Regions from separate parts of the Triticum aestivum genome. Here region 2 is linked to region 1. A link is a contact called in public Hi-C data. All regions are on one chromosome and are shown on one strand. The core of a region is the stretch at or near the end of the contact, and the rest is flanking DNA. Distances in the headings are between cores, read along the strand shown. Region 1 holds the start of LOC123111969 (protein SCAI). Region 2 holds the start of LOC123111970 (aldehyde dehydrogenase family 7 member A1).

What was found. A called contact is a pair of places that touch in the nucleus more often than the background predicts.
Region 2: a Hi-C map of leaf shows a contact between it and region 1, with 4 times the contacts expected there. The contact joins the promoter of LOC123111970 here to the promoter of LOC123111969 in region 1. A contact is called at or near these places in 3 of 5 Hi-C or Micro-C datasets (all in leaf).

The regions. Positions count from the first base shown.
Region 1 is chr5B:382,829,155-382,834,377 of IWGSC CS RefSeq v2.1, reverse strand. LOC123111969 (protein SCAI) reads right to left here and starts at 2,472. Exons shown (of 9, transcript XM_044532850.1): 1 at 1,863-2,472; 2 at 1,550-1,756; 3 at 1,243-1,458; 4 at 450-516; 5 at 211-357. The coding sequence starts at 2,468.
Region 2 is chr5B:383,325,586-383,330,808 of IWGSC CS RefSeq v2.1, reverse strand. LOC123111970 (aldehyde dehydrogenase family 7 member A1) reads right to left here and starts at 2,258. Exons shown (of 14, transcript XM_044532851.1): 1 at 1,949-2,258; 2 at 1,766-1,852; 3 at 1,217-1,348; 4 at 1-64. The coding sequence starts at 2,086.

The DNA.
Region 1 (5,223 bases), core at 1,223-3,722:
TGTATCAGAAACAATACACTTCTTTTGAAAAACACATATACATACTTAAGTCTGTATAAAGGCAACTTCAAACAACCCTATGCCATCAAAATAGTTCTGTACCGCATTAGAGATATTGAACATACAATCGCATGAACTCAGCATTGTAAAACTAGTTATGTACTGCATTAGAGACACATAATCGAATGAACTCAGAATATAAAAAAATACCTTCGCCTTCACGGCAACCTAACCAAAGACATGGTTCTTTATCTTCCTTTGAAGTGATGGCCCTGGTATTAGATATGTCAAACTGACTAAAGCTGTTCACAACCCTCTCGCTTGTATCGGGACCAAGTCCAGAGGATCCCACCTCGCCTGAAAGAAATTATCATATTTGAACGCTAACTAGAATAACTCCCTAACACACAGCTGATAACATTTTAGTTCTACAAGCCTAGGGCACCAACCTGCAGCCGAAAGGTATATCAACATCATAGTATTCAATGGGAGCTCCACACATTTGGTGGCAAGGACCTGGATTTCAATCGTAAATGTTTTTTATCCAGGCAAATATTTCATTTAGGATAAAATGGCGTAAACATAGGAGTACATATAACTATATTTTCTTGTGAAGTGAAAGAAAAAAAGAATTTGGATGTTCGACCGTAAAAGGAGGGCACGGATGAGAGGAGGCCCTAGAGGGCATGCACCAAACATTGCCATTCTATTCAACAGCAATCATCTCTCTATTGCATCATTTGCATAGCTTAGCACCCCAGGAATCAATAATACCATTATGCCTCAAATATATTTCGGGTTAGAATTCCTAGCTGCTATGGGTGTAAAGGACTGTTGGTTATTATGGGCGGATAATGGAGAGGATGGTATTATCGATAATGGAACAAATCAACAAACAGAATCAGTTTAGTTGCATTATCTTCCCTCATCAAGTCATCATCATGCTTCCTCGTCATGTAATTCAGATTAGTTAGTAGCATCATGTACATATCTTGCAGAATTCCCTACTTTTTTCAATTCTTTCCCACTAGCCTGTTCTGATCATTCCAAGAAACATACACTGGCTGCCATTTACAAATTACACTTCCACTTCCTAATTGAAATGTATCTAGAAGAGCTTGGTCCACAGGTTTTCTCCTAGGACCAAACCAGTGCATTGAGTAACAATGAGCAGTGTGTATATTCAGGACGAAGACAATAAATCAAACATTGAGTTGACAAGATGCCAAATGAGAAACTGACCTTCAAGAAATGTGGCACCGAGGGGCGATAGAGAACTGTTTTCAGTGGGTTCGGGGGCAACGCAGCGTCTCTCAGATCTTTTAGGAGATTGGGGTGATTTTGCCCACTTTCATCATGGGCGCTGTAACCATTGTTTTGTGCAAAGGAACCACATGGTTCCCATTCAAGACACTGAAGCATTCTGAATGTGTCTAGAGTGAGGTCGGTAAATTTGACCTGAAGGGAACACATAGATACATGATGTTCCGCTAGTAAAAATTAAAGAGCGTACGATGCATCTGACTGCGAGAAACCAAGGAAGCATTACCTCGTTATGATAATAGCTGCATAGGATGGCATCGCTTAAGAGCAGACCGCGCTTCTTGACTGTAGGTGGGATGGTGGGAAGAATTTCCGGGGGAGGATCAAATGCATAGCTGTACCTGAGAGGTCTCTTGTTCATGAAGGGCGAGTCAGCCTTTAGAAACCTCGTGATTTCTTGCACGACATGCTTCCACTCCCTGTAATCAGCTTCCTGCAACATTTCATCTTCTTAATTTGAGCCAGAGAAATGAAGAGCGGGGTAACTGCATCGGGATCGGGAAGCGAGGAGGGACAAAAGGGGAAGAATTGAATTGGACCTGGAGGGTCTTCTTGGATTCGTCGAGGAGCGACCGGATTTGGCCGGCGAGGCGGGGTACAGTCTGCGCGCGGCGGGAGAGGATAAGCGCGACGAGGAGGAACCTGGCGAGGAAGCGCAGGTGCTTGGTGGAGGCCCCGAGGTGGTCGTCGAGGAAGTAGGCGCGGTCGAGGACGGCGTGGTAGAAGACGAAGGCCTCGGAGAGGAGGGCGGTGTCGGAGGTGCGCTGGTACTGGGAGTAGTAGAGGTGGGCGATGCGGGCGGCGATCTCGCCGACCTGCCAGCGGCGGAGGCCGGCGTCGAGGAGGCGGTGGCGGTGCTCCTGCTGCATGCGCCACAGCTGGGTGTAGATGCGGAAGGCCTTGCCGTACTCCGCGGGCTCCTGGCGGCCGAAGAGGGGCAGGTCCCGCACCCGGGCGAAGCGCCGGTCCGCCTTGTCCAGCAGCGACCAGAACTGCTCCGCCGGGCATACGCCGCCGCCGCCGCCGCTGCCTTGGACCTGGCCTTGGCCTTGCTGCGGCGACGACGCCATGGTAGCTCCGCCGGATGCGTTTCGTTCCCCTCCCCCGGAGTTGCCTTGGACAGTTGTGCTGGAGACTGGAGTCATCGCCGTCTTCTTTCCTTTCTCCGTTCCGTTCTGTTCCGTTAGCTTGGAGCCCAGCCCAAGCCCGAAAGCTGATATGGCCGACCTAGCACGCACGTCAGCCCAAGGCTCCCGGACTTTTTTAGTGCATGGAAAGCCCACCAAAGTTCCTGTGGAGCGAACGGTCTTACGGGAATTAATTCCGGTGACAATATGGCCTGCAAAATTCCTGTGAAGTTCCCGTGCGCCGAACGGAAGTGGATCCTCTAACTTAACTTGAAGGAGGAAAGTCATCTAAGCTATAATTTCCTAACTTCTTTCCTTTATTTTCATACAATTAAGGCTAAAATGACTTGAATTAATTTGCAAATTACAAATTTACTTTATGCATTTACAAAATTACATACAAATAAAATTGTGGTACAATAAAATTAATTTTAATTTTATTTATATTAATAGTAACTGTGTATAGTACCTACTTAGATAATACAGTGTTCGTTACAGTACCCGTGACTTTCCTTCTATGTTTTACACTAGCTTATACTGTGCTTTGGTGACTTTCCTCCTTCGTGTTAAAGGATCCACTTCCGCACCGAGCGCAGCCTAAGTCTTTTAATATATTCCACTATAAACTACATACGCAGCAAAATAAGTGAATCTATATAGTCTAAAGGCGTTTATATACATCCGAATATAGCAAAAATGCTGTTTGTAGGTCGAGCACCATGCAGGCCGTTATCTGGCACGTCAGTCTTCATAAGGATCCGGTCCAGTCCAGTATTCCCTCAACTTATTTCACCTGAGACGCTTTTGTATGACACTGTATTCTCCATTTATGCACAGTATTTTCCCGTTCGACAGCGCTGCACTGCCAGGCCAGGCACACGTTCCATCGTCTCTCACCCATCATGTTGAAAGGTGCCGCACAAGACACACGAACATGGACCATTTTTACAACACTACAATCGTCCCACACAACTAGGTGTCATTACTACCCTCCCTCTCCAGCAAGTAACAAACCAGTGACACCGATGGAAATGTCTTCGTGCACACCGTCGTTCGATGCCACCGGTGCACCATTGCAAAGTTTTATTCCAAAGCAAAGATATCCGCGGAGGCCGGTTCGTTCGTCCTACTCTGATATCCAGGATCAAAAGGCATTGGATTCACGAACCACTCCAGAACGTCAATAAAAACTAGCCAAATTATGGATAATTGGAATTGTTCTCATCGCTACTCGGAATAACCTTTGCCCTCATATTTTTGCGTGCATGGTGTAGATGCTTTCTACATTATTTTTGGATCACATTTTCTGTCACAAACTCTGGTGACAAAATTGGTTTTGTATTGACTTCCTCACAACCCTTTTTAGTGTTGTTAACATGGTCCCTTCGTTAACATGATATGTAAGAGGATATAGGTGCGGCTAGCCTGCATGTGATACACGAATGAGTGGACACCGACCAACCTCACACGTACACTTAACTCATTCAGTCTATGATCAAATTTTCACACATTAACAAAAAAATGCATTCGAATTGTTTGATTTTTATATAAGCCCTTTAATTTAAAAACAACCATCCCTAGTACGACCATCACCGAGTAGTAATAATTCCCTTACCAATTGAACAATGCATCCTCATTAAGTTTTCGATGCCATGGCATCACGCATAGGTCACCATGCATACGATTATTGTACGACAATGCAATTGAGCCATCCATGCACAGAATAAAATTGCAGCCGATCACTTGATTAGGCATCACATAGTGATAGGACACATAATGTATGTGTATGCAAAGTAGTTCTGGTAGCATCATTGCCTCTCATGTCGACGCCATGCCATTTCGAGTGTACTAATCGGTGTTTTCGAGAAGTGAAACCCCCAAGGAACTCTCACAGCTCAAAAATTAATTACCGGATACTCGCTAGACAAGATAAATCACACATACGGAATGATACCTTTTTCTCTTTCTTTTGTGCCAAAGGTTGCAATCAGTATGACTATCATTACCCTTCAATTCTTAAGCCAACCACACTTAATACGGATTGTTTCTTACGCGGCACAAATAAGATGCACTCTAGTATTTTTATGATAATGTATTTTCCCAAAAAAGATGTAAAAAGGAATACAGCCCTACCTGGTACCATCCTATTTTAATCTTAATGAATCGATTACACACATCAGGTAACTCATTGATTTTATTTTATTTTATATTTGTCAAGCACCGTGTTATGTTGTTCAAAGATTTGAACCAAAACAGTTTTAATAAAAAGGATTTGCGCCAAAACACGTTATTGTGCTTCGTAGCATCACACTAGCTGTCCAAAAGCATCACGTAGCTCATCTGCATGCATGGCTTTTTTTTCCGGCGAGATCCCTTTCTCAGCATCTTCTTTTCCATGCGTCAAGCATCTCTGCTTGGACACAGGCCGCAGCCATCAGACACCTCGCCCACTTGCTTCGATGTGCTGACGCGACAGCTCCCCGCTGCACAGCCACATTAATATGGTCTCATGTGCAAACCAAGCGCTCCAGCGCATGGCACCAGTGTATTTCCCATATAAATACCCCGCGTATAGAAACCGGAAATGGAAGCCGCACACATCACAGCGGCACAACGCCTGGTCGAGATAACGAGTGTCAGGTAGCTCGTCCTCCAAAACGCCTATCTCCGAATATAGAGGGTGTTTGTTTCCACGGACTTATTGGTTTAGAGACTTAAAAAAGTCCCTATAAATCCCATCTAAACCAAATACGAGGGACTTATAGGGACTTAA
Region 2 (5,223 bases), core at 1,009-3,508, 500 kb before region 1:
GTATGATGGATCCATTTAGCTGACGACTTAGCCCCACGGCATAATCACACATGTCAATAATTTCCTGCAAAAATTGTTGGGTTGATGACATAATGTGCAGAGTGGGAAATCAACAGCTATGTTTTCAAGGCGTCGCCTAGGCGTCGCCTAGGCGACGCTTAGGCGTCAGAGCGCTCGGGGACGTCAAGGCGTCGTCGTCGCCTTAGTTTTCTGTCTAAGGCGTCCGCCTTCTGCTGTTGAGGCGTCCAAGGCGTCGCCTAGGCGGATAAGGCGCCGCTTTAGTTGATTTTGGACGCCCTGGACATGCGTGGGCAGGTTGAGCGGGAACCAGCAGCTGGCGCGCGCCAGAAAGAGGAATTGGCGGGAGGGAAGAGAAATTGGGCGGGAGAGAGGGGGTAAACAGAGGCAGGAGAGAGAGGGGAACACACCCGTGACTCCAAATCGAGGGGAAAAGAGAGAGGAGCTCTCTCCTCTCACGCCGCCGGCCTCCCCCTGTCCGGCCAAGCTCCTCCTCCACAGGCCCTTCCCCTCTCCGGCCAAGATCCATCTCCGCCGGTCCTCCCCCTCTCCAGCCAAGCTCCTCCGCCATATTAGTACCCCTACCGCCTAATAATAAGTGTCTAAGGCGTCGCCTCGCCTCGCGCTTTGAGCGCCTAGGCGTTGAGGCGCCCCCCCAGCGCCTTAAAGCGCCTGGGCGCCTTGAAAACATAGATCAACAGTACATCGCATTTATGCTAATGTGACCATTCACTGTCTCAATTAGAAGATACAACCTTAGGGAACATAGTGTGTTGGCAGTTTGGCACAAGGTTGATTAATCTAGAGACGAAGAAAGATAGCAACAAGAAACCAATCCTTGTTCCGATACTGCTTCATATCATGGGCATGTCGTACTAATTGGCTAGGTTGCCTTTTTCAGCAGACAATGCAATGGTACCATAATGATAATGCAGTTGTTAGGGAGTAATAAGTAACTATTTTCCTAAACAGGAACATAAACATGTGTTCTGAAACAGAGTCATCTGAGGCTTCTATTGATGGCCTAGCAGCAATTATGCTCCAACCTGAACCTCGTTAGGAATTGAGCCTAGCTCCGATAGTAGGAGGTGTGGGTGGTTCTTACTTCCTACGTATCTGAAACCCCCCACCACCTTGTTTCAAGAACTCTCTATCTTAAATTTGTGCGCCTAATTCCAAGGTATTCATCTTTTTTTACCTGAACCTCCCCAATTCCTTCAGGGAGAATTTTCCCCATTTCAAGTGACAGAAGTCTGCCAAGGTGATGAAGCTTTGCTCTCAGTGCATCACCAATCTGCCTAACAATTTCTCCTCGTTTTGGAGCCGGAATCTGGACATGTTGGTATATCGTATAAGTACAAATTTATTAACATAATAATATCACTGAATTACTTGATAGACAAGACAAAAACAAAAACAAAAAAGTCAGAAATGCTCCATGAAAGTATGGGACTTCACATGGTCACAGCACTGCTAACCTTTAGTACATAAGTAGGCATTTAGTAAAACAGTGATAAATCCAAACAATTGGATGGCCTCTGAAATAGCAGTGTGAAATCAAATGGCATACTCTATTGTCTTAGCATTTTAGTAGTGACACTTGATTAGCTCGCAAATTCGCATATTATGCTGCATTCTCCTGTTCTCGAGTCAACAGGGAAAGCGCAGCAACAGCATAGTACTATCACATCATCATGGGGGCCAAATTGCTGCGAAGCTAGAGGGCATTTCGATCCGTGGAACTTACAGCCATCCATGTCTTGGCGGCGTCGAAGCAGGCGCTCATGCCCTTCTCGTAGTCGTCCATGGACGCCTCAACGACCTCAGCAATGACCTGAAAAACAAACCCACAAAAAATCCCTCAAAATCCGCCAAGAGCGCGTCCGGGGTCCCCAAAATCCAGACGAAATCGAGCGGATCGGAGAGGCACCTCGTTGTTGCTAGGGTTGGTGGTGGTGACGACGGGGCCCGAGCCGCCCCAGGCGCCGCAGGCGAAGGAGCCCGGGTTGCGCGGCGCGAGGCCGAGCTCGGCGAGGAACTGGTGCTCCTGCCTCGCGAAGCTCGCCATGGCGGGCGGGTTGATTCTGGAAGGTGGGCTCTGGCTCTGGCTGCTTCGCCGTACGAAGCGAGGGGATTGCGGAAGGGGAGGAGTGAGGACGGGACGAGGAAGGGCGGCGATGAGGAAATTTATAGGTGGGAGGTGGAGTGGAGACTGTGAACTGCTCCGGGAGGGAGCGTGGTGGGTGGGGCGGTCCGGCACGGGACGGCGGAACGGGACGAGACGAAAGGAAACCGAGAGCGTGAGGTTGATCACTGAAGACGAAAAGGTTTTTAACTTTTCAGCTTTGCACGTCAACAAGTTTTTTTCTCCCTTGTTAGAATAAAAAAGGATTCCACTAAAAGAAATAAAAAAAAGTGTTGGTATTCAATCCTTATTTTTTTTGAGACAATATTCAATCCTTATATGACCTTGTAAGAAATGAATTAGGCTAAGCGCTTGCGCCGATAATATAAAACCAATATGAAGAAAATTATGGGGTAGAAAGAAATAGGAAATACTTCCAATCTATTCATTTTCAATCATGGTAGTACAACGAACACTAAAAATAATAAAAATTGCATCCAGATCCGTTGACCACCTAGCGACGACTACAAGCACTGAAGCGAGTCATATGCTACAAAAGATATATCATTGGATTTGTACTCAAAAGATATATGATTAATAAAATATGAGCGGAAGGTGGAAGTAGCAAGCAAGTGTGATGGTCTACAAGATAACCACCGCGCATCGGAGCGCGCAAAGAATGGCTCATCTTTCCATCGCAACTTCTGTTAGTATAGTGTTCTTCGGAAAGTGATTTGCCCAAGCTTTATCGAGGGAACCACCATCCACGTGTGTGAAAACCCAGCACTGCTCCGTAGGATATCATGGATCGATCCCTGTCACATGCCACGAAGCCAATAGGAGTAGTACTAGGCAGGTTCGAAAACGACAGGTGACTCATCAGTGTGATCACAGCTCACAAGCAACGGCGTGTACTCCGGCTTTTGCTGGTACTGTTTGTCCGTCGCCTTCCGTGATCCGTGCTTAGCTTGGCCTCTCTCAAGATAGGAAGGAACGCACGGGCTCCACGTCGGAGAGACGTCTCCGGCCGCCTCTCTGAGCAGTGAGCGCCTCAAAGATAAATTAATCTTCTCTCCTCTGGAAACGATCCTTCTCTCTTTCGTTTTGAAAAATGAAAAAGAATATGGTCTTGTTTCAAAAAAAGAAAAAGAATATGGTCTGAGAACAAGTGAGACAGTATAATAACTATCTAAAGCTTGAAGTTCTGCGCAGATCGAAGCATGGAAAACACGCTGCAACTGTCATATTATTCTTAGTTCGGGCGAGTGGGGAAAAAGGCAGAATCCACACTCCATACTAGTGTATACAGACAGCCAGTCCACAATCCCTTCATGCGTTCTCTTTTTTTTTAATGTTCCTTTTTCTGTTGTTGCTGACGGAAATATGAATTGCCAGTTTTCTATGCGCTAACAAGTGGGCCGGTTCAGTGCCGAGGTGTTTCCAATGCTGGGCCTGAAATTTGCAGCTTGCAAGCAAAATCACTAATTAGTTAAGGAGTATTTATTTCAAAGATCACTTCCATTTTGTCATGTTGCGACAAGTGATGCACTACATGTGCGTCACTTCTCGCAATCTGTGAGTTTTTTCGTATATTCATTTATTCAAAACGTTTTACCTGTTAAACCGTGCGTCCAAATCTCCAACCGTGTCATCATTGGATTCATCGCCTTGAGATCTTCAAAATTAGATCACATGTTGATAGGTTTCAGCGAACTTTCTTTTTCATGAAAAAACACGAATTGCAAGCACGTTTTTCCCTTTCCGAAGAGTCACATAATTTTTCCCTTTCCTGGAGGCACAGTCATGCCTCTCGCGGAAGCAAATCCATGCCTCCACGAGAATTAAATTTGTGCCTCTCGCAGAACAAAAAACACATTTTCTTTTCTTTTCGAGAGGCATGATCGTGCCTCTCGCGGAAGCAAATACGCGCCTCCACGAGCAGTAAATCACATCTCTCCCGGAATGAAAAAAAAGAAACTTGTTTTTTTCTTTTCCAGGAGGCACGGCGGTGCATCTCGCGGAACGAAAAAAAACCTTTTTTTCTTTCTCTTTTCCAAGAGGCATGACCGTGCCTCTCGCGGAAGCAAATTTGTGCCTCATGCAGAAGGGGGAAATGCATTTTTCATGAAAAACATTGATTTTTTTGTCCAAATCCTAAGAAAAATCAGGGCAAATAGAAAAGCCAAAAATGCGTACAGAAAAATAAAACAAATACAAAATCAGGAGGGAACGTCCAGAGCGCAACACGTGGCGGCGGCTGAGAGCGCGTCAAGTGGCGCATTCCCAGTCCACCTCCAATGACCCTTGGGGAGGCTCTCGAAGGAGTACTCCTCGGTTAATTGCTCGCTATTTCAGGCTTTAGGTGGCTAACTGCCCTTTTTATGCGAGCTGGGCCGGCCCATGGTGACGCCTTTTCCGGTAGATATTAAGACTACGGGAGTCGTACAGAGGGCAATCCTATTTAGCGCGCCGGCCACTCATTAGTGACCACGCGCACCCCATAGCTCCCACTGAGGGAGTCCTGGATAAGGGGGTATCCAGACGGCCGGACTATATACTTTGGCCGGACTGTTTGACTATGAAGGTACAAGACAGAAGACTTCGTCCCGTGTTCGGATGGGACTCTCCTTGGCGTGGAAGGCAAGCTTGGCGATTCGGATGTAGATCTCCTTCTTTGTAAACTGACTCTGTGTAACCCTAGCCCCCTCCGGTGTCTATATAAACCGGAGGGTTTAGTCCATAGGACACATCAACAATCATACCATAGGCTAGCTTCTAGGGTTTAGCCTCTTTGATCTCGTGGTAGATCAACTCTTGTAATACTCATATCATCAAGATCAATCAAGCAGAAAGTAGGGTATTACCTCCATCGAGAGGGCCCGAACCTGGGTAAACATCGTATCCCCAGTCTCCTGTTACCATTAGCCTTAGACGCACAGTTCGGGACCCCCTACCCGAGATCCGCCGGTTTTGACACCGACATTGGTGCTTTTATTGAGAGTTCCTCTGTGTCGTCACTACAAGGTTAGATGGCTTCTCCAACCTTCAACCACGCTGTCCGGGGCGAGATTTTTCTCCCC